2 separate regions of the Sus scrofa genome follow, and region 2 is linked to region 1. The links are chromatin contacts, called in public promoter capture Hi-C maps. All regions are on one chromosome and are shown on one strand. Each heading gives the region's core, a stretch centred on a gene start, on an enhancer-like site or on the middle of the called end of the contact. The rest is flanking DNA. Distances are from core to core; before and after follow the strand shown. Region 1 holds the start of LOC110255979. Region 2 holds the start of MAP2K6 (dual specificity mitogen-activated protein kinase kinase 6).

Evidence for each region. Promoter capture Hi-C pulls out the DNA fragments that hold promoters and counts their contacts.
Region 2: a promoter capture Hi-C map of liver shows a contact between it and region 1, with 4 times the contacts expected there. The contact joins the promoter of MAP2K6 here to the promoter of LOC110255979 in region 1. A contact is called at or near these places in 1 of 5 promoter capture datasets (liver) and 1 of 47 Hi-C or Micro-C datasets (fibroblasts).

Annotation. Positions count from the first base shown.
Region 1 is chr12:10,360,717-10,364,351 of Sscrofa11.1, forward strand. LOC110255979 reads left to right here and starts at 1,638. Exons shown (of 1, transcript XM_021066710.1): 1 at 1,638-3,635. The coding sequence starts at 1,662. The coding sequence ends at 2,144. It also overlaps a transcript of KCNJ2 not described here.
Region 2 is chr12:11,016,671-11,020,305 of Sscrofa11.1, forward strand. It overlaps MAP2K6 (dual specificity mitogen-activated protein kinase kinase 6), which reads right to left and starts at 1,947. Exons shown (of 13, transcript XM_013980816.2): 1 at 1,656-1,947. The coding sequence starts at 1,671. ABCA5 (ATP-binding cassette sub-family A member 5) reads left to right here and starts at 2,156. Exons shown (of 41, transcript XM_021068106.1): 1 at 2,156-2,263.

The DNA of each region.
Region 1 (3,635 bases), core at 388-2,887:
AGGACGCTACAGCCAACCAGAGAGTCTAGAGCCGGAAAGTCTGAAGGAAGTAGAAATACCGTGTTATTTTTTAATGTCAAATTCAATAGAGTTCGGTACAGATATTCCTAATGGATATCAATAACGTAAAAGAAAGTGCCCCCCCCCAAGAGAGAGGGGGAGGAGCTGAAAGCGAAGTGAAATGACCTTGACCCCAACTCTCACGCTTCCCACCATCCTTAAACATCTCTTACTCCTGAACATGGCGATTTTTCCGGGTAATAGCAAATATAAATAAAACACTTGGGGGCCGGGGCAGAAGTGAGCAGGAAGAAGCTAGCAAGTGTACAGGTAATATACAGGAGACATATAACAGTGGTTAGCCAGAAGAAGTCTGGCAGCCTACCGAGTATGAATATGGAAAGAAAAGAAGTGGTACAAAGCAATATTCATTTTTTTTGCATAGCCAAAACACGTTTACAATAATGCCTTATTTCTTAATAGGTAAATTCAGAGTTTATGAAAATCCCCAGGATTCACAGCCTTATCCTAGTTATGATCCTACTGATAGGATTACCCAGACGCAGGCAATAAACTGCCCATTTCCTATCTCGGTTTTTTTTTTCAATTGTCATGATGAGTCTATGTTTTATGATGCAATCTTTTGCAGAATCAGGTCGTTTTGACCACTGTGCTTCCCTGAAACCACACTGCCTTTAATTTCGGTATTAACACTATTATTACTAAGAAAAACAAGTTGCTTAGGGGAGAGTGACAGATGATGTAAAAGTTTTGCGGTCTTCAGGCTCAAAGCCAACCCGAGCTCCCGCTCTCTTCCCCAGGAAAGCAACTCTGAGACGCTCGCTCGGTTTGGAACTGGAAGCTACACTTGAAGCAATGACAAAGGGGGGGGGGGGAGGAGAGACGCCAAGGATCAGGACTAGTACCGAGTGCCAAGATTTGCCAAGATTTGAGACCAGTACTCCAGACGCACCCCCCATCCCGCCCCCGCCCCTTTTTTTCCCTTAGAGTGAGAATCGAACACAGGCTCCCTCGCCCTTGTCTCCAAACGCTGTATCTTGCTACAGCTGGTGCACTGGAAGTTATGAGCACAAACAGATGCTGCAGAGAAATCTGTTTCTATTGCTCAACTGTTCCAAGCATGTCTCAGTATTTTTAGCTCTGGGGATGTTCTGGTGCGCACACAAACTCTATAGGCATGATCTGGGACTCCGGAGCGTGGGTGAGCGCTACAACAGCGTGACAGCTGGGCACCTCTGGAGCAGCCGGGCAGGGTAGGGTCGGGGACGGCAGCCCGAGTCCACTCCCCAGGATACACAGGCAACAAGAGAAAAGGAGGGAAGAAAATACACAGCAGCCCTTACCTGTTGCTGGCGCAGGAGCATGGGGACATGGAGTGGAAGTGGGGGGTTACAGAGGCATGTAAGATCCAGTAGTTTGTGAAAGCGAGTGAGCCAAAGCAAACCAGAATTCCCAAGACCCAGCTTGCCGGCGCCGGGGAAGGCTGCGCGCTGGCTAGGGCTCCAGTGCGCTCTGCAATATCCTGGGCTCTTTTGAGGCCGTCCGGGAGATACCGCCTGGCCCCGCCCCGGCCGCTGCCGACCAATCGCAGCGCGCCTGACCGCGCGGCCGGCCCCGGGAACCTCGGCGGGGAGGGGAGGATGCTACACCCCGGCCTGCGGCGCAGCCAGCGAGGAGAACCTGCCGCCGCTTCCTTCCCCTCCGCCCTCCGAGCCCGGTCTGGGAGTCCGGCGGGGCCGGGGAGGAGGAAGTTGCGCCCCAGCTGGGACAGCAGCAGGTGGGAAGCTCCGCGGCCGGGCTTTTGCGGCTGCCTAATTGCAGCCTGGCCTTTGGGCAAAGCTTCCTACCCCTTTCCGAGCCCCACACTTCCCTTTTTCTGTCCTCCGTGGCGGCTGTGCCATGCGTGTATCCCAAGGGGCTTGCGGGGTGCCTGTGTCCGGGCGAAACGCTGGCAGCGGTGGAGGCTTCCACCTCAGCCGGGGCGCCTCTTCCTCTCCCCTTCCCTCCCACCCAAGAGCCCCCACGTCCCTCACAACCCCCGCGGAACCAGCGGTGCGCGGAGGAGCCGCGAATTCAGTGGGGAAAGGGACCGCGACCGGCGCGCAGAACCCAGCTGGATTTAGACGCGCGCAAGTGTTGCAACTGCCTAACCGCTTGGCTCTTCCTTCTCCCGACTGCTGGTGAATTACTTACAAGCGCCTAGACTGCTCTGGAGGGTGAACGACTCGTTCCCTCTCGCAGTGTCCGCCCTCAGTTTCTTTTTCCACCAGCGCCCGGCACGCTCTGCTGATCTAAAATCAGAGCAATTAAAGAGTAATGAATTCTCTGGAACGGCAACTCCTACAGGCACTCAGCTCTGCCCTCGCACCAGCGCCTCCCAGCCCTCATTCCCAGCAACCAGGCAAGAGCATGTAGACCCTTTCAAAAGCTATGTCAACGTCAGTGTTAACCGGTCCGGATCCTCGAACTTTACAGATTAAACCGCGCGCGCGCGTGTGTGTGTATGCGTGTGTAAATTGGGGTGGTGCATAAATCTGAGTACTTTGGTGTCATAGTGAAGCTTTGCTCTCAAAGGACACAGTATATTTAGGTGTCTCTTCCTTAACACTCAGTTTGAAATCCCTGTGTGTGTTGCATGTTTATTACTTCAAGCGATCGAACGTGTCTTCCGTGCAGTTTATTTAAGCCTCTAAAAGGCCTCCTAGAGACGCCAAACTCCTTCAACAAACTCGCTGGCGTTCTGAGCGGCAGAGCCCGGGGGATTGCTGTGTATGGGCGAGGTGAAACTGAACAAGGAAAGGGTCTGCACCGGTACCCACCTCCTAGCCTCATACCCGCACATGGCCCCTAGGAGGTGCTGGTGAAATGCGCTACGGTTTTGCAGATGGCTCTTAATCCTGCGTTATGCCGCTTGCCCCAGCACAGAGCAAAGATACTGAAATTAAAAGGGTAAGGAACAGGCTGTGCACGCGGCGTGACTCTGATAGCCAAATACTTGCTTGATACAGTGTGCAAGCCCTGTTACCCACCATCTTGCCTTTTCAAGCCCTCTCCGTGCGAATCAGGCTTCACACCAGGGAGGTCTAATTTAGCATATTAAACCAAGTGTTATTGGTAGACAGTTTGGATTAACGCTGCAAAATAGATGGATACATAGGAAGCCAGGCTGTAGCCTAAATCTCAAAGAGCCTGGAGACGGAGAAGCTGATTCATCTGAAGGGCAAGAGGCTGAGGAATAGTTCATGGGGCTGCAATAAGCTTCTTCTGAAATGTGTTTCCTCATGGACTTCTTCTAAGAAACAGGAGCGGTCTAATTAATCCTTTAAGGAGTATTAAACCTCAGTGAAAAGAGGAAAGTAATTATTTATATATGTTCTCTTAATTATGATTCATTCTGTGCATCTGGAGATGGCTAAGAATTTTCCAAACCCCCTGAATGCACAGAGACAACACTTTTATTTCCAGGTAATGAGCTCTTTTGGAAAACTAGTCACCCAGAAGGCAACGCCATTTCTCCGGAATTAGGGTTGAACTTGTTTTGCGTTAATATGCTACTCCAAATAAATGGAAGGCACCGCAGGCCAAGAGTTTCACGTAATAGGAAAAACCTTTAA
Region 2 (3,635 bases), core at 697-3,196, 660 kb after region 1:
TCACAAGGGTATGTATACATGCTCTCTCCTTCACCAACCACATGGTAAAGTCCTGGAAGGAAGCAACTACCTATGAAATATTTTTGCATGTCCCCAAATCCTGTACACACACACACACACACACACACACACACACACACACACACACGAATGAACGAGTCAGTGTACACCAAATGCAAAGTAACTCGATGCCATCTTTTCAATACATCAAAGCATGGAATGCCCCTTCTAAGCTGTTATTTCTCTGCTCAATCAGGAGACGGTAGGTTTTCCCTACATTAATACATATCTGCACGTCATAATATCAATTCCTAGGTACTTCCACACTCTTAGCTTTTCGGATTTCCATTTTCCCCCAGTAGCCAAAGAAAAGAAAAGCCCCACTTTGAATTCTTAATAATATACATTATGTCCTTGGACTGAGATGTATGATTCCGTCAGATAGAACTAAAAAGTGATGCAACAACTCCCCAAAAAGTAGCAAAAAGCTTATGGGACACTTTGGTTTCACCAGGTCTTACTTATGTAGTGCCTTGTGTAGCCTAACTCACCTAAGTGCCTAACTCACCTCTTCTTTCCATACCTTCTCACAGGGCATATGCTTTCTCTATGGTCAATAACGATTTGCTCTGAAACAAGTGACTTACGTACGGTCCCAGGGACACCTGACAACACTCCCTCAGCTCCCTAAGGCCATGTCAAGATTTGTATATTTTTAATCCCCTCCCCAGCGTGACTTTATGCCTGCAAAATACAACTTTGTAAAAAAAACTTTTTAAGGAAAAAACAAAACAATCATAACCCTGAACTTCTGACCTATTATAGCTGATTAAATATATGCAATTACACACTTTAAAGATTTCATTATGGTTGTTAATGAAACAGTCCAGTCCCCCCACGCTGGTGTAATGCTTAAAAGTACAGTTTTTCTCCCAGTATTTTCCCTCGAGATGCAAAGCATCTCCCAAATGGGAAGACATAAAATATCCATGCTGCTGCTTCTAAATACCCGTAACCAATAAGCAATTGGTGTAAAGTGCAAAATCTCGGAAGAGAAAGACTTCTGGTCTGCTTTTTTGTAATATGCTATTTATTCACACTTCACCTTTACTTCCTTTAAAAATCAAAAGTTGCTTAATGTTCAAAGCGTTATCAATGGAAATTTAGCTAAATACTGGCACCGCGACGGTTCATTCCCAAAGGAATATAAGATTACATTAATTTCCTACTAGTTTAACTCGAGTTTTACCTTTCATCTTCATCTACAGACTTCTTAAAAGTTTGTATTCCTGTTGCACATAAAAGAACCTATTATTTGTGTGCATACCAAAGAATTTTACAATTATATAAAGCATTGCACATTTAGACGCTACCAACCTGCTCTATCTCTCCTGACTGTGCAAAAGGCAAAAAGAGCTCAGTAATCCTAGCAGAAGAATGCAAATAACGTCAATGCACAGCTGAACTGCAAGCCCTGCCTTACAGGAACTCTCTGTGTCTGCAAAAAAAAGACACATACTAAACAGGAAATGCAACTGAGCTGTGGAAAACCTCAAACTTAAAAATGCAATCGCCAGGCGAAAATTGCATCCATGCATTCATAAATGCATGCACAACCCTTTGCATTTTTGCAAGTAATGCAAATAGACTCTTACCTTTCGACTGAGACATTTTCCCCTTTCCTTTGATGGGGGAGGGGAGCACAAAAGACTTTGCCTTGCTTCTCTTCTGTAGCTAGTTTTGCAACAAAGATGCAAGCTGCAGGCGTGCAATCTTCATGCAAGTGGAGTTTCTCTTGACCGATGCAGTAGATGGACTTTCAGGGAATCAAGATGGAAATGCACACCTTGCAAAACAGACTGGAAAGTGATTTTTCCCCCAGTTGCAACGTTAGGGAAGGCTGTGCTGCAGCTACATGATGGGCCAGGGCTGGCAGCTAAAAGCTCCAAACTTGGAACTGAGTATCTTAGTGCGCAGACGTCCTTCCTGCGAAGGGCGCGGGGGCCGCTGGGAAATGTAGTTCCCGAGCAGAGTCCCCCGGGCTCTGATTTAAGGAAACGTGGTTGCGCGGGTCGCTGAGCGAGATGACTGGGTGCGACAAAGATTGCGTCCAGATAAACAAGTCAGGCACGCACTCGGTAGTAAGTGATGGGAGAAAAAGGGCAAGGCCAAGGGGAGCGGGCATTTTTGTTGTCGAAAAGCTCGTGGAACAGGAGCTAAAAACATACTAGGCTGGCTAAGAAGCACTCGGCCCGCTCAGAAGGTCTGTTTCGGTGTTGAAGTGCTTGCAGGGCAGCACCTGTTGGACTGCTGCCTGTAGACGCTTTTCCCTGACATCTCCATTTTTTAAAAATCTTTTTCTCGCATGGAGAATTTGGTACTGATTTGCCTGGGTGGAGGTAACTGCAGAGAAAATGCAAAGTTTTATTGAATAAGAAATGATCCAGGTCGGTTATTTTTGAGCCATCTGAAATTCAGTATGGGGGCGGGGTGGAGGTGGGGAGATTGAGGAGTTCTCATTTCTGGAAGGGTTAAAAGAGGAAGTTCTGCTCTTTGTGTGTCAAAGCCAATTTTATCAGAGTTAAAATGTTTAGATGTTTTTTTCTCACCTGGGGGGAGGAAAGTCCCTGGCCTCAGGGAGAAAGTGGGTGGTTATTTTAAATTAATAAAATCAAATATCTTGAATGTATTCAGCAAAATGTACAGACTTTTGTTAAGCTTCTTGGGTGTTCCAGGCACCTTTCTAGGACCTTGGGTCATCTGTTTATCTAGCACTGCTCACAGCTAGGGGCTGGACAAGCGTCCTGGTGGAAAACAGGGTCACCCCTTCTCAGGGAAGCTAGAGAGGCATAGACTGTTCCATGCAGGGAACAGACAGGAGTGAAGGGACCTGGGCTGATATGAGCATGGACTTCTACATCACTGATTAGACCAGACTCAGAAATGTGCTTTTAAGGTAAGGAGGGAGGAATTGAGGGTGTGAGGCTGCGGAGGTGTGAACAAGCCCAGTGGGAGTCTGAAGACAGCCTGTTTCCCACACAAGGATGCCACCAGGCTGCCTTGCATTCAGAGTGGACTGCACAAGGCCTTAAAGTCAGGCCAGAGGTTTGGACTTTATTCTGCAGGTACTTGGGACATGGTAAAAGGGCTTTGAAAAGGAGTATAACTGAATCCAGGCCTTGGTTTTGTTTTTTTGTTTTTTGTTTTTGCTTTTTTAGGGCCGCACTCGTGGTATACGGAGGTTCCCAGGCTAGGGGTCGAATCAGAGCTGCAGCTGCTGGCCTACCGCACAGCCACAGCAATGCGGGATCTGAGCCATGTCTGCAACCTACACCACAGCTCATGGCGACGCTGGGTCCTTAACCCACTGAGCAGGGCCAGGGATCAAACCCGCATCCTCATGGATATTAGTTGGGTTTGTTACTGCTAAGCCACAATGGGAACTCCCCAGGTTTTCAAGAAGGTAAATTTGTCCTCAGCAATCAAGGTGGGTTGAAACCAGGAGAGGCTTAGAGATAGGTCAGGTCAGTAGTGAAAGGCAAAAAGAGGCACTGGAAAGAAGGATCAGCTATATTTGATGGCTGCTGATGAAAACTGTTAGAATTTTGTCAAGAATTCTAAGAAGCCAGGGCCTT